Regions from separate parts of the Pan troglodytes genome. Here all the other regions are linked to region 2. A link is a contact called in public capture Hi-C data. All regions are on one chromosome and are shown on one strand. Each heading gives the region's core, a stretch centred on a gene start, on an enhancer-like site or on the middle of the called end of the contact. The rest is flanking DNA. Distances are from core to core; before and after follow the strand shown.

The links. Capture Hi-C pulls out chosen DNA fragments and counts their contacts.
Region 1: a capture Hi-C map of stem cell-derived neural stem cells shows a contact between it and region 2, with 2.9 times the contacts expected there. The contact joins two enhancer-like sites. A contact is called at or near these places in 1 of 7 Hi-C or Micro-C datasets (stem cell-derived neural progenitor cells) and 1 of 1 other capture datasets (stem cell-derived neural stem cells).
Region 3: a capture Hi-C map of stem cell-derived neural stem cells shows a contact between it and region 2, with 4 times the contacts expected there. The contact joins two enhancer-like sites. A contact is called at or near these places in 2 of 7 Hi-C or Micro-C datasets (induced pluripotent stem cells and stem cell-derived neural progenitor cells) and 1 of 1 other capture datasets (stem cell-derived neural stem cells).

The regions. Positions count from the first base shown.
Region 1 is chr7:106,742,385-106,746,528 of NHGRI_mPanTro3-v2.0_pri, reverse strand. All of the region lies in intron 1 of SDC2 (syndecan 2), which reads right to left. Among named protein-coding and RNA genes, the nearest start is that of SDC2, 32 kb to the right of the region's middle. Within about 2 kb of position 1,783, at least 1 of the 24 cell types and tissues checked has an H3K27ac peak or open chromatin away from gene starts, as enhancers often do. A contact at or near this core is called in stem cell-derived neural stem cells, where this site is marked.
Region 2 is chr7:106,556,055-106,559,794 of NHGRI_mPanTro3-v2.0_pri, reverse strand. No RefSeq gene overlaps it. Among named protein-coding and RNA genes, the nearest start is that of MTERF3, 77 kb to the right of the region's middle. Within about 2 kb of position 2,349, at least 7 of the 24 cell types and tissues checked have an H3K27ac peak or open chromatin away from gene starts, as enhancers often do. A contact at or near this core is called in stem cell-derived neural stem cells, where this site is marked.
Region 3 is chr7:106,808,281-106,812,219 of NHGRI_mPanTro3-v2.0_pri, reverse strand. It overlaps SDC2 (syndecan 2), which reads right to left. Exons shown (of 5, transcript XM_003311857.6): 2 at 341-452. Among named protein-coding and RNA genes, the nearest start is that of CPQ, 52 kb to the left of the region's middle. Within about 2 kb of position 1,844, at least 2 of the 24 cell types and tissues checked have an H3K27ac peak or open chromatin away from gene starts, as enhancers often do. A contact at or near this core is called in stem cell-derived neural stem cells, where this site is marked.

The DNA of each region.
Region 1 (4,144 bases), core at 534-3,033, 190 kb before region 2:
CAGGCACCATGCTAGCTGCTGAAATAAATCCTGGATGGGTCAATGCCAAAAATTAGCAGGAGACATGGAGAATGAAGAATATGACTCTGACATCCAAAAAGAGAGCCAAGTATTGGGAACAAGAGTCACCCAGACATCGGGAACAGACTGTTGTACAGAGCCACCACCTCCCTACAGGCTACTTACCTGTCTGCTCCAAACCAGTGGCCAGCCTCCGTAACTCCCCTGCAGGTCCGAGCCTCCCCTGCACCAGAAAACAGTACCACTGGCCTTGTTCTACCAATGGATCGTCAGGGGAAAATCAGGAGCCCTGGCCACAGCTACACAGGGGTCAACACACAATCCAAGTTTTAGTTCCCTGACTTGACCCTTCAACGCTTGGTCTTTGAGGAGTACACCAAGTATTTATGAAGGCCCTTAAAAACTGTCCAAAAAAACCCAAAGGCCTCTTTTCACTTTTACTAGCTTGATTCTTTAATTTTCACCCAATTCCTTCCTCCTCAACAGTGGTTTCCATAGTTCTCTGGGTGCAACCTGTGTTGGCCTTCCTGCAATCTGGAAAAGATCTTCTGTCTCCCTGCCTCCTTGAAAATAGGCAGACATTTGATCCACTTTTTTAAACTTCAAGGAGGGAGAGAAGAAGTTTCTGTAACTATAAAATATTTGGCCCCTCCACTTACTGGAAATATGCTACATAACAAGAAACATGAAACAAACAATCGTATAACAACTGGGTGGTTTTTGCAACCGCTTTAAGGAGATCAGCTTGGTATGTCAAGCATGTAAAATTCTCATTTCTTCCTTTTTCCTATGTAAAAGTATTTTCGATGCTTCATTACAACAAAACTTCAAGTATTAGCTTTATAGAGAGGCCTATTTAAATTCAGAATCACAAAAAATCAGTACATATTCATAGAATTCTAACTTCCTTATGCCCATAACAAACATAGGTGCAAAGCCACTTTGGGGAGGCCCACAGGACCGAAATATCAGGAAAAGAACCACAAGGCTAAAACATACCTGGCCCTGCACATGCCTGGCCCGCACATCCAAAAGTCATGACTAACTCTACCATTTGATGGTTAAACTTGAAGCCGTATGCTTAGCTTTGATAAGCCTCCATTCAAGGTCTCTGGGACTGACTTTGTTCATCTTTGAAACAGGTCAATGATGCCTACTCCACAAGGTTCCTGTGCGGCCCCACCCTGACAATGTGTGGAAAGTACTCTGTAAATAATGCCGTCCCAGACCCTTTTCCGGAGGCTTTCATTATCTTAGTTTTCTTCCTGAAACCGCCCCTTTCAACTACATGAATTTATGGTCTTATTCTGATTTTATATGTGGAGAAACTGAGACCCAAGCAGTATTTCTTCCAGGAAAAGAAAACTCCAACAAATTAAGAGATGCCCTCGGAGATCAATAAAGACTTGGGAATGCAGTTTGCCAGTAAGGTAACATCTTGGACAAGTCCTTTAACCTTTCCGAGCACCAGTCTGAGTTCAACTCACCAGCCTGGAGGGTAGACAAGCTGAAGAAGGTTTTGTCACCAGAGAGCTCTAAAGGAGATGGCAAACACTGGAGGAATTGGACCTCATATAAAGCAGCAAGGGCAAGAACCTTCTCCATGCCCCCAAGCAACGCACAAAGTAAGCCCAGGCAGGATGGGGTGCAGCCTCACTCTAATGGGAAGGGGGCTCTGATAAGGAACTTGTCCAGTGACCTCAGCATGGCACTCCAGTGCCACTGGAAAACAAGGCCTGCAGGTGGAAGTGAGCACAGGTGGGAGGCAGCTGTTAAAAGAGGAGCAGAAAGGAGACTACAGCAGCACCAAATGGGGTGGCTTCCCAAGGCCAAGCACAGAAGCTTCTCTAGGACAGCCAGGATCAAGACAGTGCCAGTTCCTGCCCTAAGTGATGTCACACATCAACCGGAAGCCTCATCACAGAGTGGGAACGGACAGCCTTGAACATTTCAAGAACACTTGGGCACAGGCCGAAATCACACCTGAGGTTTGCATGCAGAAGAGAGGGAGAGCAGGGCTTCCAATCATTCCTCTGGAATGAGCTGAAAGTACAGACTACGATTTTACATTATTGTGACCCAATTATTCCAGTATCTTCATAGCTCATATGGAGATCCATGTAACCCGACAAATAATGGCCAAAGTCTTGTCTCACTCAAACTGGTTCCACAAAAAACTGCAACTGATAAACCCTCAAACCCCACATCTTCCCAAGATTGAGCAGTAAACCACACAAAAATATAAATAGGAACCACCCACTAAAGTGCACAAATGATACTATATTAGGTCTCATTAAAGAGCCCAATGAAGCCTGCAGTATTTATTAGGTGGAACCACAGCAGTGCCCTGACTTGTATTGGAAAGGAGAAAAAAGGAGGAGGAATGATTTCTAAATATGACTTCAGCATGTTGATAATAAGCTTTCCGGCACTGGTTCATTATGCCAGCCACCCTGCAATCATTAACCCCAGGTAGCAGTGGGGGAGCTAGGACAAAGAAAACCCACTGCTTGCCCAAGGAGATTTCCTCATGCTGCCTTCAACAACAACTTTTAGGAAGTCATAATTCCCCCTTCTGAAACCAGAAGAGTTGATACCCTAAACTGGAATATATAACTGAAATTAGTTCTGACCGGTTTTAATTAAATCTTTGTAGCCAGTTGTCAGTGTGCTTGAGATTTTTCAAAATCTCTCTCTCACATGCTCAACAGATGTGGGTGGTAATCAAAGCCAAGCTGATCGGAGCTGCACAGACAGCGAGCAGCAGCTCCCCCAAACAAAAGGTCAGCCATGATAATGACATCCCCAGAGTGATGTATGTGCACGTTAAGAAGTTAAATCTCATGAAAAGAATGTCCAATAAAGCCATCAATTTTATTTTAGGTTCATCTGGCTGCAATTTCTGCCTACAGTCATCTCACTCCAGGAAAAGTTAGCACCGTGCAGGCACCTGGATTCACTTCGGGGTCTCTGGTATATGAACTATGACATTCCACACATAGTTTCCCAACGCAAGTACTGAAATATCTGTGCCCTACTTCTTAGCTCACTGTCTGTAAAACATTCCTTGCCCTTTGATGTGAAAGAAAAATACTCCACTTTACAACATTATCCTGGACTGGACTTCTTTTTTGAAAGAAGCCTAAAACAACACCACCATTGTGGCCACCCTGAGTGTCTGTGGCAACAACCAGAGAAGAAATAATCTTAAAGTTACCAACACGTTGAGCAACTTCACACCTACCTAAATCATATTCCCCTGTATATTTTAAGGGAAAAGAAATCATTAGCAGAATTTCCCACAATTATCTTTGAAAAAAAATCCGCGTCTTTTTTTGGATGGATTCTTGTACCAAATACTTAAGCATTCCTCTGTCTTTAAAGCACCAGGGTAATCTGTTATTAAATGCACGTTTAAACCAACGTTTTATAACCTTGCTGCTGTTTTCAATGAGTCTCCGCCTCTTCCTACCAGGCATTTTGGGCTATAATAGCAGTCCCACAGCCACCTCCTACTGAATAATTATAATAGTGGGCCAATTAAACTAATCACCTTTCCACATATTTTTATCCGGCTTACAGATGTAAATCTCCCCCAGAATGCCGAGAATGAAAAGTTCCTCCCCAATAGCACCTAGGACTCCAAGAGTTACCCCTGGCAGAGATCCCATCCATTAGGGGCAACCTTAATGCTCAACCAAAACTAGTAAGTAACACATTCAAATATGCGATATTCATATATATTCACCACACACTCATCTTTCCACTTCCAAGAAATCTAAAGGATTCATGAGCTACTTCCACAGTACAAAAGTTTAACTTCGTGGTTTAGCTTAAGCAGCAAAACAACACCAAATCCTCTAAAAAGCGATTACCAAGAATGACAGTGCTGAACAGTGCGGGATTTTAGATGCTCAGCAATCCACTGTATGCATTTTTTGAAGGAAAAAAGATTTTAAAGAAAGATTTCAAATTCAGAGGTTTATCACTGTTGCATGAACCATTTACTATGGAGCAACTAACTGAATTAATAACTCCTCGGAGAAATTTTTCTTGATGACTCACACAGAATCTTCTGGCTCTGAAAGGGAGGATACGTTTCCATCCAAACGCCAAGTAACAA
Region 2 (3,740 bases), core at 1,100-3,599:
CAGAGAAAGCGGCAGGAAGACACAAAGGGTGAGTGTTGAGTGAATAGGTGTTTGTGAGATTATGTGTTTCTGTGGGTGGATATGTTTGCGATTTCAGGCATCCTATTCTCATGCACACTCCTCCACCGTCAGCATACTTAACTGACCACACCAAGAAAAATACAGCTCCGTTCACTTTGTCATAGATGCTCCGGCAGGCGTGGGCTGTTGAAACAGGAGTTTGGGAACTTTGGGCCCTGGGTGTTTTTTCAGCTTTCACCCATCATTTTGAACTGGGATGAGCAAGGGTTTAAGGGGAAAAATGCTGAACACCAGCACAGCAATACCACACATCGGCTTCTGTGGTCTGAGAACAGCAGCAGGAATTCACCCCGTGATTGGTGGCTCTTTCCCACCTCAGCAAAGCGCAGGGCTGCTGCTGCCCAGCGTGTGAAATCTAAGCCAGGCGCTGACCCACCGCTGGAATGAAAACTCAAACCTGCACAGCCTCTCGGCTTTGTGGCTGTCTTTCCTGCTCATGGTGGCAATCAGAAGTCTGTTCCCAGTTAGGGAGCAGAACCTCAACTGATAAGAGAGATGGGAAGAGAATTTCAAAAATCTCATAGGAAAACCTCCTCCTAGAAAGTTAAAGTGGGGTGGCGGGAGGTTGCTAAGTGAGAACATTGGGGGTTATTTTGGGGTGGACAGACACCAGATCACCAGGGTGGTGAGTATGGAAATGTCACTGTCACCTACCATCCCATCCCCCTCCATGAACAGTGGCCTTTCAAAGTATTTGGCCAGTGAGTCATCAGAAAAATGCTATTTTTTCATTTTGGAAAAACACCGTATCACAGCAGGACATTTTGCTGTTATCTGTTCTCCCAAGAAATACAGTGGTGGGGGAGGACCCAACCCCTTCGAAATTAAAGCCATATGCATACCATATTAAAAAAATAACCCACCCAGGACATTCCATTATTGCTGACCATAGGAATTCAGTATTTATAATTTACATTCTTTCCCATACTTTGCTGTTTTTCAGACGTGAAAAGTAGAGGTTTATGGCCTCATCAGATTGTAAATCACATTCCTGAGGGCAGAGGGAGCTGCTACAGGGGAGAGAAATTGCCTTCCAACAGTTTGCAGAATGCGTCAAAACATTGGGAAAAGAATCCACGTGGAGTATAGGGACCCTGTTCAAGAGCTGGCATCTCGATTGATTTCAGGCCACAGAAACACAGGGATGTCGAGGCCGGAGTCTGCCTACTCACAGGACACAAAAGACAATGAAGGCCAACACCAGTTATTCTGTCCACAGAGCACGCAACCAGCCAACCACCCCTGGAGCCACCTGAAGAGTGGCTTGGAGGTGTGGCCATCTCTAATCAAGCAAGCACCTGAGATCAGAGTCTCCTTCCAAGGAGGAGGAGGAGGAGCAAAGGTGTGGCGGTCACCAGGGAACCAGCTCCTTGCCATCCATTTGCCAGCTCTGAGGCCAGTGAGGATCTATGGGGCTGTGGTCTGCTGATAGGAGTAAGACATGTGCACAAGAATCCAGGGGAGGAGCCTGGCACAGAGTCTCAGGCTGTGTTGCTCCGGCGGCCCCCCGGCACTTCCTGGCCGTGTGCTCTATGTGCAAGCTTGTGTTACTGTGGCTGCTGGGAGGATTCAGGGACAGGAGGGAAGGGGTGCGGAGAGCCCCACACGGGGGTGTTTTGAAGGCTCCAATCCTCTGAATGCCACTGTCTGGAAGTCATGTTAGCAGTGGCCCTAGTGAACTCTTATTCCCCTGCTCCTGGTCTGGATTTCATCCACTCTAAGAGAGGTGGAGGATCCCTAACATTTTGAAAGCTGAAGATCTTTCTTAAGCCTTTCCCACGCTGCACTCATAAAATACCTAATCAGTCCATGACGTATGCAGTTGGAGAGATGAGAATGAGCCCAAACAGCCCTTTGTCAGGCGGGTGGGAACAGTCAGGCTTACAGCCCGGATTTCCAGTATGGATTGTTACATAAACCTTGCCTGCAATTTGACTCTGTAATGAAAGCTATTGTGTGTATACTTCAGACACGAAAATGAAGTATTTTGGTTTTTTTAGTCTCAAATGTTAGAAAACCAATTTTCTTTTAAAGGCAGACAAACTTCATTTCCTGTGGTTTGTAAAACCACAAGAGTCTCCTTTACTTAGCATCCAGGAAGGGGCCACACCCTACACTGGAACACCAGGCTCTGACGCCCCGGGATGACTGCTCCGAGGGGCAGGAGGTCACAGCTCTGAGCAAATCTTCCTGCCCCCGCAGGGCACTGTCGGTGCCCACAGTTTGCAGACCCTGGCCAGGGTGATGTCTTGAGCATTCCAGTAACAAAGAAAAACCAGCAATTAACTCCGGGGCACAAGTACAAGCGTGAGCCCAGATCACTTAAAGAGGCTGGGTGGTTGGTTGCATCAGCTGTGAAAGCAAAACCCTTGGGTAAATTCTATGTTCTGAATGATGTTACTGTCCTCACTGGGGTTACGAGAGGGGAAGGGACCATGAGATCTGCCAACACCCTTCTCCTCTCTGCTCCAAGAGGACAACAATGCTGGGGCTTAGGAGTCCCTTTTGCTAGAAATGCAGGCAGGAAGCTTGCTGTCACCTGCCTCCCCAGCCGGGTGTACTGAATATGGAGGTAGAGACCAGGCTTCAACCAGAGTATTATGAGTATCAGAGTATCATGAGGGATAAATTCAGCTTAGCCCTGTGAGGCCTTGGAGGTACTTGGACATGTTGCAAACCCTTGAACACTGTTAGACTGTGACAACAAATATCTCTTTGCAGGACAAGCAACTTCAAAATTCCACCTAACAAGCTGCAAGAAAGGGAATATCAGAGTAGACCAAGTCACAGATGAACTTTCTGAAATGGACTAAAGGCATTTTTTAGTGAACATGGAAGAAAAGGAAGATTTTTACAATGTAGCATTCCTACAAACTAAAAAAATTTCACATCCAACTGTTTTTTTCTCTTCTTTGGTAGACATCAATGAAATAATTCCTTTAAATTCACAGAAGATAGCAAAATTAAAAAGCCATATTTATTTAATGCATCAAATACCAAAGTTAAATTAAGGAAACTATTGCAATCTTCACCTGAGATAGGCCCATCATCAGGTTAGAATAAAGTGTGATAAAAAGGGGAAATGTTGTAAAAACCTCTTATGGCATAGCAACATGACTGCAGCCCACCAGTCTCAGCCATTACTGATACTGACCCTTGCAAAGAATCAAATCTCTAATATAATCCTGAGAATGTGCACACATATGTGAAGGAAAGAGGTGTATTATGTAATGGAACACTGACAGACAGACGTCTTAGCTCTCCTTACAGTTTTTTTTTAATTTTTTTTTTAAGATAGTCTCGCTCTGTCGCCCAGGTTGGAGAGTGCGGTGGCGTGATCTCGGCTCACTGGAACCTCCACCTCCTGGGTTCAAGCATTTCTTCTGTCTCTGACTCCCGAGTAGCTGGGACTACGGGTGCCTGCCACCATGCCCGGCTAATTTAAGTATTTTCAGCAGAGACAGGGTTTCACCATATTGGTCAGGCTGGTCTCAAACTCCTGACCTCAGGCGATCCACCCACCTCAGCCTCCCAAAGTGCTGGGATTACAGGCGTGAGCCCTGCGCCCGGCCAGCTCTCCTTACATCTTGATTTCAATCCTATAAATGGGAAATGGTAGGGAGCACTATCTGGTCTACTGTGGGATTTCTAGTTGTCAT
Region 3 (3,939 bases), core at 595-3,094, 250 kb before region 2:
ATTAAAAGCTAATGTTGACAGAGTACTATGTGCCAAGTCCCCAAATCTAAGAGCTTTAGATGTGTCAACTCCCTTTTAATCCTCACAACAACTCTATGGTAAGGACTATTGTTACTTTCCATTTTATAAAGGAGGAAACTGAGGCTCAGCAAATAAATTCTCAAGATCTCACAGCGTAAGTGGCAGAGAGAGCTAGAATTAGCACCCAGACCCTTTGATTCCAAAGACAGTGCCCTTAACCACTGTGCATCCTGCCTGTCTCCTTGAAGTAAGCGCAGTAAAATGTGTGTGCGTGCATGCCTGGAGAATGAGGTCCAGTGTTTAGAAGCAGCCGCCTTACCCGAGCCAGACGCAGAAGCGTAGTCATCGTCATCAATAGGATACACTCCTGAAGCTTCTTCAATGGAGCTGTTGTCAAGGTACATGTCTTTATCAGATGTCAGCTCTGCTCTCTGAGAAAGGAAAGACAAGGGAGTCAGGATGTTGAGAGATTAAGAAACACACTTGTATATCTGATTGTTCAGGTACATACTGCAGTGACTACCCCTCCCACTCCCACAGTAGTCTGAATCCACATCTCTGGCCACAGTCTTCCTCAGGCACCCTGACAACTTAACAGCAATTTGAGAGGTGAGCACGGACTAATAACCTGCAAGGGAAGCCTACACAGCTTAAACCAGTAGAATGAAAACAGTTCAGAGATCTAAACTCCTATCTTGGGCTTATTTTGTTGCATTCCACTAAACTTACCTGACTTTCAGCCATCCCAATGCTAGTTATAAGCCATCTTGGGCATTCTCTTTGTCACTCCCTTACTGGAAAGGGAACAAAACACTTAGGTCTTTCTTGGGGATGTATGCAAAGGTATTACGGCTTAGCTTAGGCTAAATAATCACCCAGGGATCCATCAAATCCTACCAGTGCTTGCAGGCCTGGCAATGCTCAGAACTTTACCGCTACAGATGAGAGATCCCCAGTCACCCGGGTCCTCAGGCCATGCAGGCCTTTCTACCCCAGCCCAGACCTGTGCTGAGGCCAGCCACAGTGCCCGGAGAGGAGCAGCGCCTGTGAGGCTCACCCGACAGGGAGAAAGCCCACTGCACGCCTGCTTCTAGGGCTCATTGGCTTAGCAAAGCCTTAATGACAAATACAGATAAACCCACACGAGCACATTCTTTTTCTATTACTGGCAACTGGTAATAGCAAATCACACGCTTAATATGGAGAGGGATCAGTCACTAAGTATACCAGTTCCACAGCTTCTTAACTCTTCAGTAAGAGTTTAGTATTAAAATTCAACCTAATCCTGCCAAAAGAAGAACTTGCATGAACTTGAGACAGAGTAGAGGTATAAGACTTTAAAAAATGGTTTTAGTAAATTGATATTTTACTACCATTATCTCGCAAAAGCCCAGGAAAAAAATAATAAAGCAGACAGGCAGCTTTTAAACAACGCTTGTTTGGAAACAGGCAACACTCATTATTGCTCTATTTTTAAAAATCATATAGAATGTTTGCTCTTAACAGAAATTATAAAATAATGTTTCCCTTACTACACTGGCTTTCATTAGATTTAATCTTAAAATAAAACTTTCTCTTCCAGCAGTCGCTGTGATTGGAACCTTCCTAAGAGGACAGGTCCAACCCTCCGTAACAGTACCACTTTATTTTCTCAGGTTTCAGCAGCTGGCTAGCAAGGCTAAAGCACTTTAAACCTGAGTCCACATTCTCCACCAGGCCTCAGTGCCAACTGAAAGCAAAGCATGGGAATCTATTTTGTTTGAGCTATCACACTGGTGGATTCTGAGAACTGAAACCTTAGGGACTGGTGTTCCAGTGGCCTGGACCACCCTGAGCCAAGAGTGTGCTGCAACTTTTCTAGTAGAATGGTCAGAGCTTAACTCTGCAATCTGACGCCACCCTGTTTCACTGGTTTCCAAGGCTATCACCATTCCAGATTGTAATTCCCAAAGCTTGTGAACTGTGTCAGGAGCCCTGTGTTCTACAGCTCTATCATCAACTGCCTCCTCTTAGGCTCTCAGCTCCTTTAAAGGCAAGGCTTCCCTCCCCCAATCACAGTGCCTGGCATATAGTAGATGCTCAGTAAACACCGCTTGGGTTGAACCACCGTTCGTGCTCCCACGAAAAAGCCATTCTCCGTCCTGCTTGTCTTAAACTTTGTCCCATTTACTTCCCCTGGAGGACCTCCTGGTTTCTTCTCTCAAATCCTGTCTACTATGAAACAGGCTGTGACTTCTCCACTCCTTATACACCTCCTAATTATAAAGTACTATTTTAGGATTTTGTAGCATATGAACAGTTTAAGACATAAACCCTCACTGTTACTTTTCATTGTTTCATGTGTATTTTTCTTGCCCCTCAGCAGAGTATGACTCATTGAAGGCATGTTTTGAATGACCTGTGTTCTCTGTCCCTCTCAAAATGCATGGACACAAAATAAATATTTGACTGAGATTACTTAAACCAAATTGGCCTTGGACTGAGGTTTCAGAGTTACATGTCACAAGACCTCCAGGATCCTCGTAGTTTAAAATCTCTCCATTTTAAGCCTAGGAGACCATCTGCCCCAAACCTCCTATAGCTTGCATTGCATCTATTTAAGTAACCTACAGTCTTAAAAGTAAGCAAAACATTCCCTTTCCATGTTAGAATCTTGTTTCCCTTTTCTTAATCTTAACATTGAATGACTTTCATTTTCCTCTTGGCTCTGTCAATGAAGTTTGATGTGGCAAGGGTAATACTGAGATACTTAATCCCTATGTGTAAATTGAATTTCAATTCATTCGATGACCCAGTTGTCTGGACTAACACATCTGTCATGCTACCAGGCAGATGGGCCAAAAATGCCTCCCAGAGAATTCTAGCCACCTCACCGTTCAACCACACTGGCAGCCTGACAAGCCAACTGACTTCCTGGGACAGCCGTCAGGCCTGTATTTCAACAAGACTTGGGGTGGAAGTCAGGTTGTGTCTAGAGAAGCTGGCTTACCCTCAGCCACTCAGTTACTTGGGGTCTACAGGGCTCCCGGGTGGTCTCTGGGCTGACCAGATGTTTAATGTGTTTAAAGGCAGCCAAAAGTGTGTTTCTCTGTGATCCAGGGTGGTGAAAATAATTTTGACATCAAAGTTCTCTCCCACTCTGATTTCAGGAGCACCAAGAACATAGGAGAAATTACCAATATCTTTCCATAAAGTCCAATTTAACATAAAGCAGGGCCCTTTTCACTCTGTAGCAGATAATGAATACCTCTATTGCCTTCCCCTTTAAAAAATAAAAAATAAAAAAAAAAACCCTGCGCTCATGACAAATTCCTTTTATGAAGACTCCACACTCTGTTCTGAAAGGTTTCTGGAATGAACATGCCTAGGACGGGAAATGATTTATGCACCAATATTCCCTTGGGACAAGGAGACAAGCATCTCCTCAAGGCCATGAAAAGGGGTGAATTCGAAACTACCGATTTTACACCTGGCGAAATGTAGTCTGCTTGACTGAGGAGAAAACCTCGGGACATACTCTGCACACACTCCCTTACTCAATGGGACCGAGACGCTGGACGAAAGCAACTGGAAGGAAACGTGCAGAAGCACAAGTCCAGAGCTGCAGCCTGGCTGTAGGGTGTCATAACGAGGCTGTTTAATTTGGGACTGACCATCGCTGTGAGGCAGTGCCAATACTGTTGGCTAACAGGGTCCAGAGTACAAGCTGGGAGAAAAACAAAGCTGGTCTTTCAGACCTTTCCCTTTTGGCTGATGCAAGATGTGAATACAGGAGAGCAAAGGAAGGCTGTGGAAAGCAACAAGGTACGACCAAGAAGAAAATGTGCGGCAGACAGACAGAGGGTTCTGCGTAATGCCACATTCAGCCAGGGAAACTGAAGCACTACACTGCCTCCATAGATGAAATTCCCAGAGGAG